Regions from separate parts of the Mus musculus genome. Here regions 2 and 3 are each linked to region 1. A link is a contact called in public Hi-C and HiChIP or PLAC-seq data. All regions are on one chromosome and are shown on one strand. Each heading gives the region's core, a stretch centred on a gene start, on an enhancer-like site or on the middle of the called end of the contact. The rest is flanking DNA. Distances are from core to core; before and after follow the strand shown.

Evidence for each region. Hi-C and Micro-C count contacts between places; a contact is called where the count stands out from the background. HiChIP or PLAC-seq counts read pairs in DNA pulled down with a chosen protein or histone mark.
Region 2: a Hi-C map of cerebral cortex shows a contact between it and region 1, with 2.5 times the contacts expected there. The contact joins two enhancer-like sites. A contact is called at or near these places in 2 of 15 datasets of contacts at CTCF or cohesin (large pre-B cells and stem cell-derived epiblast-like cells), 3 of 484 Hi-C or Micro-C datasets (bone marrow-derived macrophages, cerebral cortex and embryonic stem cells), 7 of 115 datasets of contacts at active chromatin or transcription factors (the NIH/3T3 cell line, astrocytes, embryonic forebrain and 3 more) and 1 of 9 other capture datasets (adipose tissue).
Region 3: a FOXA1 HiChIP or PLAC-seq map of pancreatic cancer cells shows a contact between it and region 1. The contact joins two enhancer-like sites. A contact is called at or near these places in 3 of 115 datasets of contacts at active chromatin or transcription factors (embryonic stem cells, extraembryonic endoderm stem cells and pancreatic cancer cells) and 1 of 9 other capture datasets (embryonic stem cells).

Annotation. Positions count from the first base shown.
Region 1 is chr11:8,467,196-8,470,320 of GRCm38.p6, reverse strand. The region is part of intron 20 of Tns3 (tensin 3); the gene reads left to right. Among named protein-coding and RNA genes, the nearest start is that of Tns3, 200 kb to the left of the region's middle. Within about 2 kb of position 1,615, at least 263 of the 459 cell types and tissues checked have an H3K27ac peak or open chromatin away from gene starts, as enhancers often do. A contact at or near this core is called in cerebral cortex, embryonic forebrain, oligodendrocyte precursor cells and 2 more, where this site is marked.
Region 2 is chr11:8,862,452-8,865,576 of GRCm38.p6, reverse strand. It overlaps Pkd1l1 (polycystic kidney disease protein 1-like 1), which reads left to right. Exons shown (of 52, transcript XM_017314870.1): 39 at 1-95; 40 at 1,656-1,774. Among named protein-coding and RNA genes, the nearest start is that of Gm40814, 57 kb to the left of the region's middle. Within about 2 kb of position 1,441, at least 47 of the 459 cell types and tissues checked have an H3K27ac peak or open chromatin away from gene starts, as enhancers often do. A contact at or near this core is called in cerebral cortex, embryonic forebrain, oligodendrocyte precursor cells and 1 more, where this site is marked.
Region 3 is chr11:8,820,048-8,823,172 of GRCm38.p6, reverse strand. No RefSeq gene overlaps it. Among named protein-coding and RNA genes, the nearest start is that of Gm36772, 22 kb to the right of the region's middle. Within about 2 kb of position 1,547, at least 44 of the 459 cell types and tissues checked have an H3K27ac peak or open chromatin away from gene starts, as enhancers often do. A contact at or near this core is called in pancreatic cancer cells, where this site is marked.

The sequences.
Region 1 (3,125 bases), core at 366-2,865:
GCTCCTCAGTGAGCTTGAGCCCCAGTATGTGGAGCCAGGCTCCAGGTGTCATCCTGCTGGCAAAGGTGAAGGCTGGCTCAGCCCATTCCTGGGGCGGTGGTCCTAACACCTATTTGTGCTCTGCTGTGGTTTTGCTGTCCTCCCATGGGCATCCTGCTGGTTCACAGTGGCTGTCTCTTGTCCAGGTTCTGACCCTGATCCCTAGGGGAAACAGTGGGGTTTCAGAGAATGACTTTCTTCCTAAAGGAAGGAACCCTCCAAGCCATCTCAATCCCTAACACTGCCGCAGATGAGCGGGAGGAGGGGCGGGGGTGATGAGCAAGTCTGTGAGGAGGCCTGCTCAGAGCTGCTTGGGTCATGGCTTTGACACGGTCACAACCCCCAGTCCTCTGGCCTGTGGGTAGACGGGACCCACAGAGGAGTTAGACCTTTTTCTGATGGAAGTCGTGGACTGGAAAGGCTGGTACACCCACCTCACTGAGCCCGCCGCTGATCCTGTTGGGTTGGGGCCAGGCATTTCCGATAGCAGGGATAGCTGTTTTCAGGCATATAAACAACTGGGAGGAAGTGTCTTCTCAGGGGTCTTCCTGGCTGGGCCCTAGACACGTGGCCTGAATGGGCCTGGAATGAGGGCCTCTCCTTATCAAGTTGCTCTTGGGACCTGCGGGGTTGGGCAGGCTTAGATTCAGCAAGATGGTCAGCAAGCTGTGCCGGAAACTTACCTCTGTGCAGAGGCCTGCGATAATGAAGTAAAATCAACACTGGCACATGCTGGCCAGGAAGCAACCCTTGGGGAACATGAGAAACTTCTCTTTGAGACGTTCAGGGAGAATGTTCTAGAAGTTTCTAGAAGCTCACATTTGCAGAGTGAGTGAGACTCTGTTGCCTTCAGTTCATGGTAAAACGTGGAGTGCTGCTGGACAGGCTGTGTTTTAGTGCTCAGGTAATAGACTCTGTATGCTACTTGATGCACAAGAAAATGTCTCAGACTAAAATAGGTACTGGTGTTTGTAAGCAATTTTGAAGGCTGTCGAGAGGTTCAATTGATGTTTTGGGGGGCCCTTCCATATGGGGGAAACACATGAAGGAAATAGGAGGAAGAAGGGGATCTAGATGTAGATGCTTCCCAGAACCTGTTAGTAGAAAGCCCAATGAAACAGGCTGGTTCCTGATCAGTTTCTGTTGGTTCCCACTGCAGCCAGGAGGAAAATCTGCAGTTGAGCAGATACTGAGGAGTGGGTTTCCGCAGCTGAAGTCTCCTGGCTGCCTTGTGTAGGGCTGTGGTGAAGGCTTTGTTGGGGCGAGGCGATCCCCTTCTACCAGGAAAGGAATCTGTGGCTCAGCGTCACAGAGTCAAACCCCACTGGCTTTTTCCTCCTGCGTCCTCAGGTTGCCGCGAAGGGCAGGTGTGGGGCGTGGCTGTTTGTCCTGCCCCTTGTCTCCGCTGGGTGTCCCTGGTCTCGGCGGCGTGGTTTTAAGTTGTGGTGGGTTTTGGCCGGGAAGTTTTTCCGAACTTGAAGGGGGAGGAGGAAGAAGGGAAGCAGAATGGAAAGGAAGCGAACTGCAGCAGAGAGCAGGCGGGGCCAAGTCTGGAGGCACTGACTGGGCAGGCGGCCCGCAGCAGCCCGCGGCCGCCCAACAATCCCGGGATTCTTTCCTGCGACCTACTCTCCCGCTGCCCTCTGAATGGGCCTCTTTGGAGGTGGCAGCCCCGCCTCTCGCCCTGACTCCCCCGGGGACTGGCAGAACACTGAGCCCTCCCAGGGTGGGTGGGGGACGCCATTGGGCCGGACTCAGCACCCGGGGCTGCTGGGGACAGACCCTGCAGAGTGCCTTTAACAAGGCTCACAGATTCTAGGCCCTTCCATGGACTGACCGGACCCCAGGTGCCCAGGTAAGCCAACAGCTGGCCTCGTGGCTTCTCCAGGAGCTATTTCTGTGTCCCTGGTGTCTCTGAGCTCTGGTTCCTTTGGGCACATCCAGTTGCTGAAACCTGATCTGGGATGTGGGGGAGGGTAGTGGTGGGAGTAGGGAGGAGGAGACAGACAGACCCAGTGCCAATGGCCAGGACACCTAGGTGAACTGGGGCATGGAAAGATAGCCAGACAGTTTTCTGTTCTGAGTTCCCTTATCACTTAGTGGCGTTTCTCAAGTCTCTTAGGGACCGTCTTTCAGGGGAGGCACGCTTTCTAACTTTGTGGAGCTCCTTAGGGATGAACAAAAGCCTGGTTTGAATGTGTGCCGCTTTCTGTGCACTCTTCTGCCCAAACTGATGATCGTGGGCCTGCCCCTTTCTCTCTGTCACAGCCCAACCCATAGCCCTCAGGAGAGTGTTCCCCGAGCAGCTTCCCCAGAGGGCAGTTGTTTCCACTAAAGAGGCAGGCAGCCTGTGGAGCAGATGCTGGGATTTTTAATGAGGCTCCCTCATCTCTTCTATGCTTGGAGCCTGCAAAGGTAGCATTTCTAAGCAAATCCATGAACACTGAAACAAAACAGGCATTGACTGGACTGATGTGCTCAGATTCCGGCAGAGCTTCTGCAGCCGGGGTGACTGGTACCTTAGCTGTCCTTCCCTCCTGGGATAGGACTGGGGTTGCCTCCCCCACATGTCGGGTAGGAGAATCTTAGGGCTGTGAGTGGCTAGGGAGGAAGAATGTGGTCTCTTGCAGCATCTGTTGATCCTTACAGATACAAGGCTGTGCGCTACAGCTCACATCACGGGGCAGATCGTACTCTCGAGAGAAAGCCCTTGCATAAGCCCCATGACAAGCCCCGGCAGGTTAGGGTCTGCCCCATGCTTGTAAGTTTTATGTGTTGTAAAACTTCCTGGTTGTAAGTTTTATGTGTTGTCCCTTCTAAGAGCCAGAGATATTTTAAGTCAAATGCTTTTTCAAAAGCTTCCTGTTCTTCTAATGGAATCCATATAAAACCATCATTTTCCATGAATCCCATATGTCTGTCAGTAGATTCAAAGTTGGCCGCCTCGGATGGAAATGTTTTCCTAGTCTTAGGTGAGATGCGAAGTGTCTCCATCTGTCTGCATTGGCACCGAGCTCATGTTTACCACCAGCCTAGGTGGAACCTATGGTATGGAGTTTCTGGGGACCCTTTCTGTGTTCTGAGCA
Region 2 (3,125 bases), core at 192-2,691, 400 kb before region 1:
AGGGTCTGGATTTGGAATTGGAAGAACATTCCAGAACCCGTGTTCCTCTTTCTCCTATCTCCTATAGTCCTGACACTGCTGAGGAGGCTGAAAGGGTGAGCAGAACGGGGAGCGTTTGGATCTGCTGCTTCCACCATGAAGATGGGGATTCAGACCTTAGTTCAAATTTGGCTGTGCTTTTGGAGCCCCACTCTGTGTGTGTGTGTGTGTGTGTGTGTGTGTGTGTGTGTGTGTGAATTTCTTAAGCTTCTTTCCTTACATTTACCCCAATCCCAGTGAAATCAGAACCACAAGGAAATGAATACACTTGAAAATGTAGAGGTAATACCTGGAGAGATGGCTCAGCAGTTAAGGGAACTGATGGCTCTTCCAGAGGTCTGTGGTGTAATTCCCAAAACCTACATGGCAGCTCACAGCCATCTGTAACTTCAGTACCAGGAGAATCTGATACCCTCACACGAATATGCACATAGGCAAAATACCAATACACATTAAATAAATATATAAATAAATAGGAGTATTTATTTTATTTTACAATTTTTTAAAATTATAAAAAAAGAAAAAGAAACTCTAGAGGCTAATGAAAATTCTAATTTCTGACCACAGTTTCAGAACTTCTAAATCATTTGCTTTTCATAGGAAATGTACACCCTCTCTCTTCCCTTACTTCCACACGGACCTAGCAGTCTCCACATCCCAACCATAGGCCCACTGTTTCCTGCCTTCTTGACTCCATCCTTCACCACCAATTCTCTACACACCGGCAGGCTGCCTTCCTCCAAGGCTCTTTCTTGCTCTGGTAGCCCAGACAACTGGGTCCAACCCTGAGGCCACAGGGTAGTCCTAGCCTCAGAACCAAGAAGCCTTTGAGGAGCTCCATCCTCATCAGGATCAACTCTCCAACCCTGTGTCTGCCATCACCTTAAAGTCCTGATGCTCTACCTGCTGAGTCTCCCAGGCACTCGGCCATACTTGCAGTCCTCAGCACATAGGACATATCTGAACCACGACCACCAAGCTTCACTTCACAGCTTTTGCTCTGTATTTCTTAGAAGCCCAGCAGCTTTGTGAGGAAGGACTGAGGGGCCCAGGGGCTGCTCTCTGAACGTGCCTAGAATGGCTAAGCAGATGAGTGAGAAATGAATGGGTGACTATTTCCCATGGGTTTGCCTCTTAGCTACAGTTAGTCCTGCCCATGAACACACGTCGCTACAACATGGAAGCAATGGTGCTTTTATTACACAAGGCAAACAAAACAAAGATCATTCATGCTAAAACAAGCTGCTTTAAACTCAGTTTTCCAGTCTTTGAAGGTCTCTAACAGAAAGCAGTATGCAAATACCAAAGGCAATTGCCCCTGTGACTGGGCAGCAGTGAACGTGTCTCTCCTGTGTAGCTGTGCTTTCTAAAGGCCCAGATGAAGTCCTTGCCAAAAGAGCTGGCCTGGGACATGAGCAGAGTTTTCAAATGGGTCTACTTCATCTCGCATCGCCTCCCCAACAACACAGTGTGTGTTAACTACACAAAGTCCCTCTTTGTCCCCCTGAATGCAATGCAGAGAGCAATGATGACAGCTCTTGGATTGGCAGGGACACCAAAAGCCTCTCTTTCTCCAATGCTGACCCCAGTATGATGGTGCCCCCCTTCTGTCACAGGTCTTGGCTACCCGACAACGAGAACGCCACCTGCGCTGGGCTCAGACACCATCCAAGGCTAAGCTCAGAGTGACCGGGGAGAGACTGAGGAGAGAGAGCATCATGCAGGCAGCCCTGAGGTAGGTGAAGGCCAGAATACAATGGTCTTCCTCTGGCCCTGTCTTCTTTTTAGAGGGAATGATAAGAGATCCTGCACTTGGGAAAATCCTTTCCCATGTCTCAGCCCGTGCCAGAGGGTGAGGGACAGAGACACTGCATTTAAGGAAGGAAAGTGTTCTGGTTATATCCATGGCCCAGAGCTCTGACCTCAACTCCATCAGCCACACAGACTCACATACATCACACTGTGCCCAACACCAGACCCCGAATTGTGCTCCTCCAGCTGGCTACACAGGGCTATGAAAGTCCAAGAGCAACTGGTGTACCTCTCCATAGGCATTGAATGAGCCCAGGGACCAGTATTCTAAAATAAGTCAACAGTACAGTTTACACAGACATGTTCTGGAGATCAACTCAAAGTCCACTTCAAATATTTAGATAAAGCATCAAAGTTAGTAACTATGATACTGAGACAACCATCTCCAAACTTGACTTCAGTCAGGCTTCTTTGTCAGTGGTACCCATTCCCCTGCCCATCTGTGGTAGATACTGGAAGCAGTTCCTGGAGGAACCCTCTGCAAGGACCAGTCCATGCATGTCTCCCAGTTCCGAGTTCCAGGTTCTAGGCTTCCTGAATCCATCAAGAATCTAGAAGCTCCAGATGTTTTTCCCACAGTGATGTCATTAAAGTATGCAGTGTCCCCTCCAGTTTATTGTCTCTCTTAAAAACCCTTCCTCATCCCCCACACGTACTCAGCTCTCTTATGTAAAGAACAGGTCCTGAGACAGGTTCTTCTCCAAAGAAGAGAACCATGGCATTATTCCAATGTCAAATGTAAAGTGAGTGAAAAAGGAATTCTGAAAAGATAAAACACTGACAAAGACTTTTACATTTGTTCAGGCTGCCCATAAAAACAAGGAACCAAACCCACCAAAAACATGAATGGCAGACCTAAGTCACACACACACACACACACACACACACACACACCTTGAAGTCACATGGGTACACTAAGCACTGTGTAGCCAGTGCCCTGCAGTACCCACTTGCCCTGCTCAAGACCAGGACATGAGGGGACTGTAGATGTCTAGGTGTCTGAGAACAGGGTGGATCTGGAGCTACTGAGAGGGGTCACACCAGGGACTGCGCTGCCACGCAACCCCAGTTCACAGGCCTGTGTAACGTCTGGAACACTGGGTAGCTGATGTCCACAGAGCTTGCCGAGCTGAGCAAATCAACCTTGAGAAACCCAGCTCCTGGGCCAAATCCTCATGCTAAGAGTGCCACAAGCAGTGTCCACACCAAGGTGGACAACCAAAAACACAGCTAGAGACAACAGGCTCAGAATGGGACAAAGCTAACTCTTTATG
Region 3 (3,125 bases), core at 298-2,797, 350 kb before region 1:
TGTTCATTGCATTTTTCTTTACAGATTTTAATATTATTTTGCTTTCTCTTGGTAGTTTTGGCATCTTTAGAATATAGTAGAGAGATTCTTCTTTGGCAGGTCCATTTGAGGTTCTTAATGCTTCTTCTACTTAGCTGTCCAACTCCTTCCCTTGGTTTCAGAGACTTCTACTATAGGCTCCCTAAACACGTTTTCTTTGCTTTTTGTTTTTGTTTCCACTTCCTCAAATTCTGTGAATTCCTAAGTGTGTCTTAATTGCACTCCACAATTCATAGATATTATAGTTCAACTCTTTTCTTCACTGATGTTCGATGTCACATTCCCTTCTTGCCTCCTTCCTCACTTCCTTTAGCTGGACTGGTCTGTTGTAGAAGCCATTTTGGTCCTGTTTGTTTGTCTTTAATTCATGGAAATGTATTTCTATTTGGATTCCATTTCCTTACTGACTCTCTTACACATCCTTCTAACTTTCTCCCCTGCATTTCTGACTTCCTTTTCTGTCCTAAATTGATTTCCTTACTCCATTCATCTGCCTGTTTATATCTCATCAATGGCATCAATCATATTTTAGTATTTAATTGATCATTTAACGCTCTATCACTGCACTACTGAGCTCAGTAGCTGAGGAATTTCGGTGTGCTGAAGGTCTCGTCTTGCCTTGCTTTTGTGCGGTTATATGTTTCTGTGTTGTAATTAGCTCATCTGTTGGTTTCACTCCATCTGCCAGTTCTGCCTGGGGTCTTATGGAGCTGCCCTTTAATAGGCCCAATTCTCAGCAGTGCCATTCAAGAGGAGAAAGGAACAACACCATAAGCAACACCAGCAAGTCAAACAAGATACACAAATACCCTCCTACTCAAGTAGGAATGAAGATGAAAGCCTGAGGGCGGGAGGGCAGAGTGAGACTACATCACATCCCACTGTTGACCAAGAACATGAACTGGACAAGGCAATGGAGAGATGATAAACTAAAAACTATGAAGGATGAAGGTAGAGATATGAGTGAAATGAAGGGAAAGGGAAAGAAAAATTAAAGTTATGCAAAAGAAAATCCAAATAGAAAAGGAAGACCATGAAGAGGAAGAGGAAAGACCAAGAGATTTTAAAGGAAGAAGGGAAAGGAGAGGTTGAGGAGAAGGCAGGGAAAACATTGCCTAAAAATGAAAAGTTAAACAAGTCAGGTAAATATAAGAAGGGAAATAAAAATTCAAAACAAAAGTATTTGGAAAACAAAAACCAGAGGCCTTCCATGTAAGCTAGTGGAGCATACGTTTCTTCCCTGTGACCTGGTTAAAGGGAAGAGTCAATTCTAAGAATTGGCCATTCCAAAAAGAAAAAGACTAATAGCTTTGGAATCCACAGAGGTGACAACAGACACCAACTAGTGACAAGCACTAGTTGAACAAACCAGACATAGCTCCAATGGTGTGGCTACTGGGCAGAGGTGGGGAAGCACCAGCCCCACCCAAAAGATAAGAATAAGCCAGAGCCTTCACAAGCCCCAGATGCAGCTGCAGGCTTCCGTGAGACAATGATTCCTCAGGCTAATGAGTCAGCAGCAATGAGAAGCATGGCTCTGTCTTTCTATGACTCAGGGGGGCATCCGAGAAGCTTAAGCCTGAGAGAGATCCTAGTTTGGAAAAGAGAGCTATCCTGAAGGATGGAGACAGCTGAGTTCAGCCTGCCACAGCCCCGGGTTGTGACACAGCCTATGACACAGATAGAACATGGAACGCTCAGAGGTGCAGCTTGTGGGAAGCTATATTCAGATTATTAAGAGCGGGACCTCAGTCTCAGTGGCCAAATGCCAATCCCTTTAGCTGAGATATCACTGGATTTTGACAGCCGTAAGCCTAAAGTGAATCAACTTGTAGAGCCACCATCTCCCTTTTAGTGCTGTAGAGCATGGGAAGGTAGCATTTCTTCAGCAGAGTGAGCAACACTTAGGGAATCTTCAAATGGATGGATCTAGAAAGTACAGTATTAAACAAGATGACCCAAACTTGAAATACAAAGTACACGATGTGACGATCCTAGCCTATTGTGTATGTGTATGTGCATATCAACAGATAAGTGTGAGGAAAACCTAAAACACCAGAGAGAAGATGGAGAGAGGAGACCAACAGATGAAGAACAGTGGAACTTAAAAGTGGAAAAGAGAGCCAGGCGGTGTTGGCACATGCCTTTAATACCAACACTTGGGAGGCAGAAGCAGGTGGATTTCTGAGTTCAAGACCAGCCTGGTCTTCAGAGTGAGTTCCAGGACAGCCAGGGCTACAGAGAAACCCTGTCTCAAAAAACAGAGACTATGGAGAAGGAAGCTAGAGGAGAGTGGGACAGGGGAGATGGGAGAAGATAGCAGGAGAGGCAACAGGAACAAAGTACAACCATGCATATGTGTGAGCAGGACACAATGAAACCCATCCATTAGTATGCTAACTTAACAATGAGTGAAAAATAAACAGACTTTTAAATGCTGCTTACTACAGTCAGCAAAAATCAGAACAAACATGGTCTGGACCTGCCATCCCAACTGTCCTATTCTTTAGTCTTCTGTGGGTTTTGGTTTGGTTTGGTTTGGTTTTTGTTTGTTTGTTTTCCAGTTTGGGTAGGCAGGTAAATGTGACGTCTGTTATCGTCCATTTTTATCTGGAAGCAGTTTATTAAAATGTAATGATCACACCAAGCTTAGTGGCACAGGCCAGTGACCCCACATGGCTGTGGAGCAGAGCAAAGGACATATGTGGTGGCGAGACCTCCAGGTTTGGTCCTACATCATCAGAGCTCCCGGCTACTCACTTAGCTGAGGACCAGCCTGCTGAAGAACCTGTGAAGGAGGCAGACTACACTTGGCCCCTGGGGTCTGAAATTGACTGCTGAATTGTCTCTGGCATCATTTTCTCCTGGTTTCTGCTGCCACTTGGGAAACAGCTTCTCTTCCCACAGTGGCCCTCCCACACTGAGGATTCTCTCACATCTTGGTCAGTCTGTGACAACCCACCAGACTGCGACCGAAGCTCACTCTAGTGATTACTGAAGCTGAACATTTATGTATGCTTGTTGATCACTTTCTAATAAATAAATTGCCTTTCATATACTTACCCTATGTATCGATCAGAAATAGG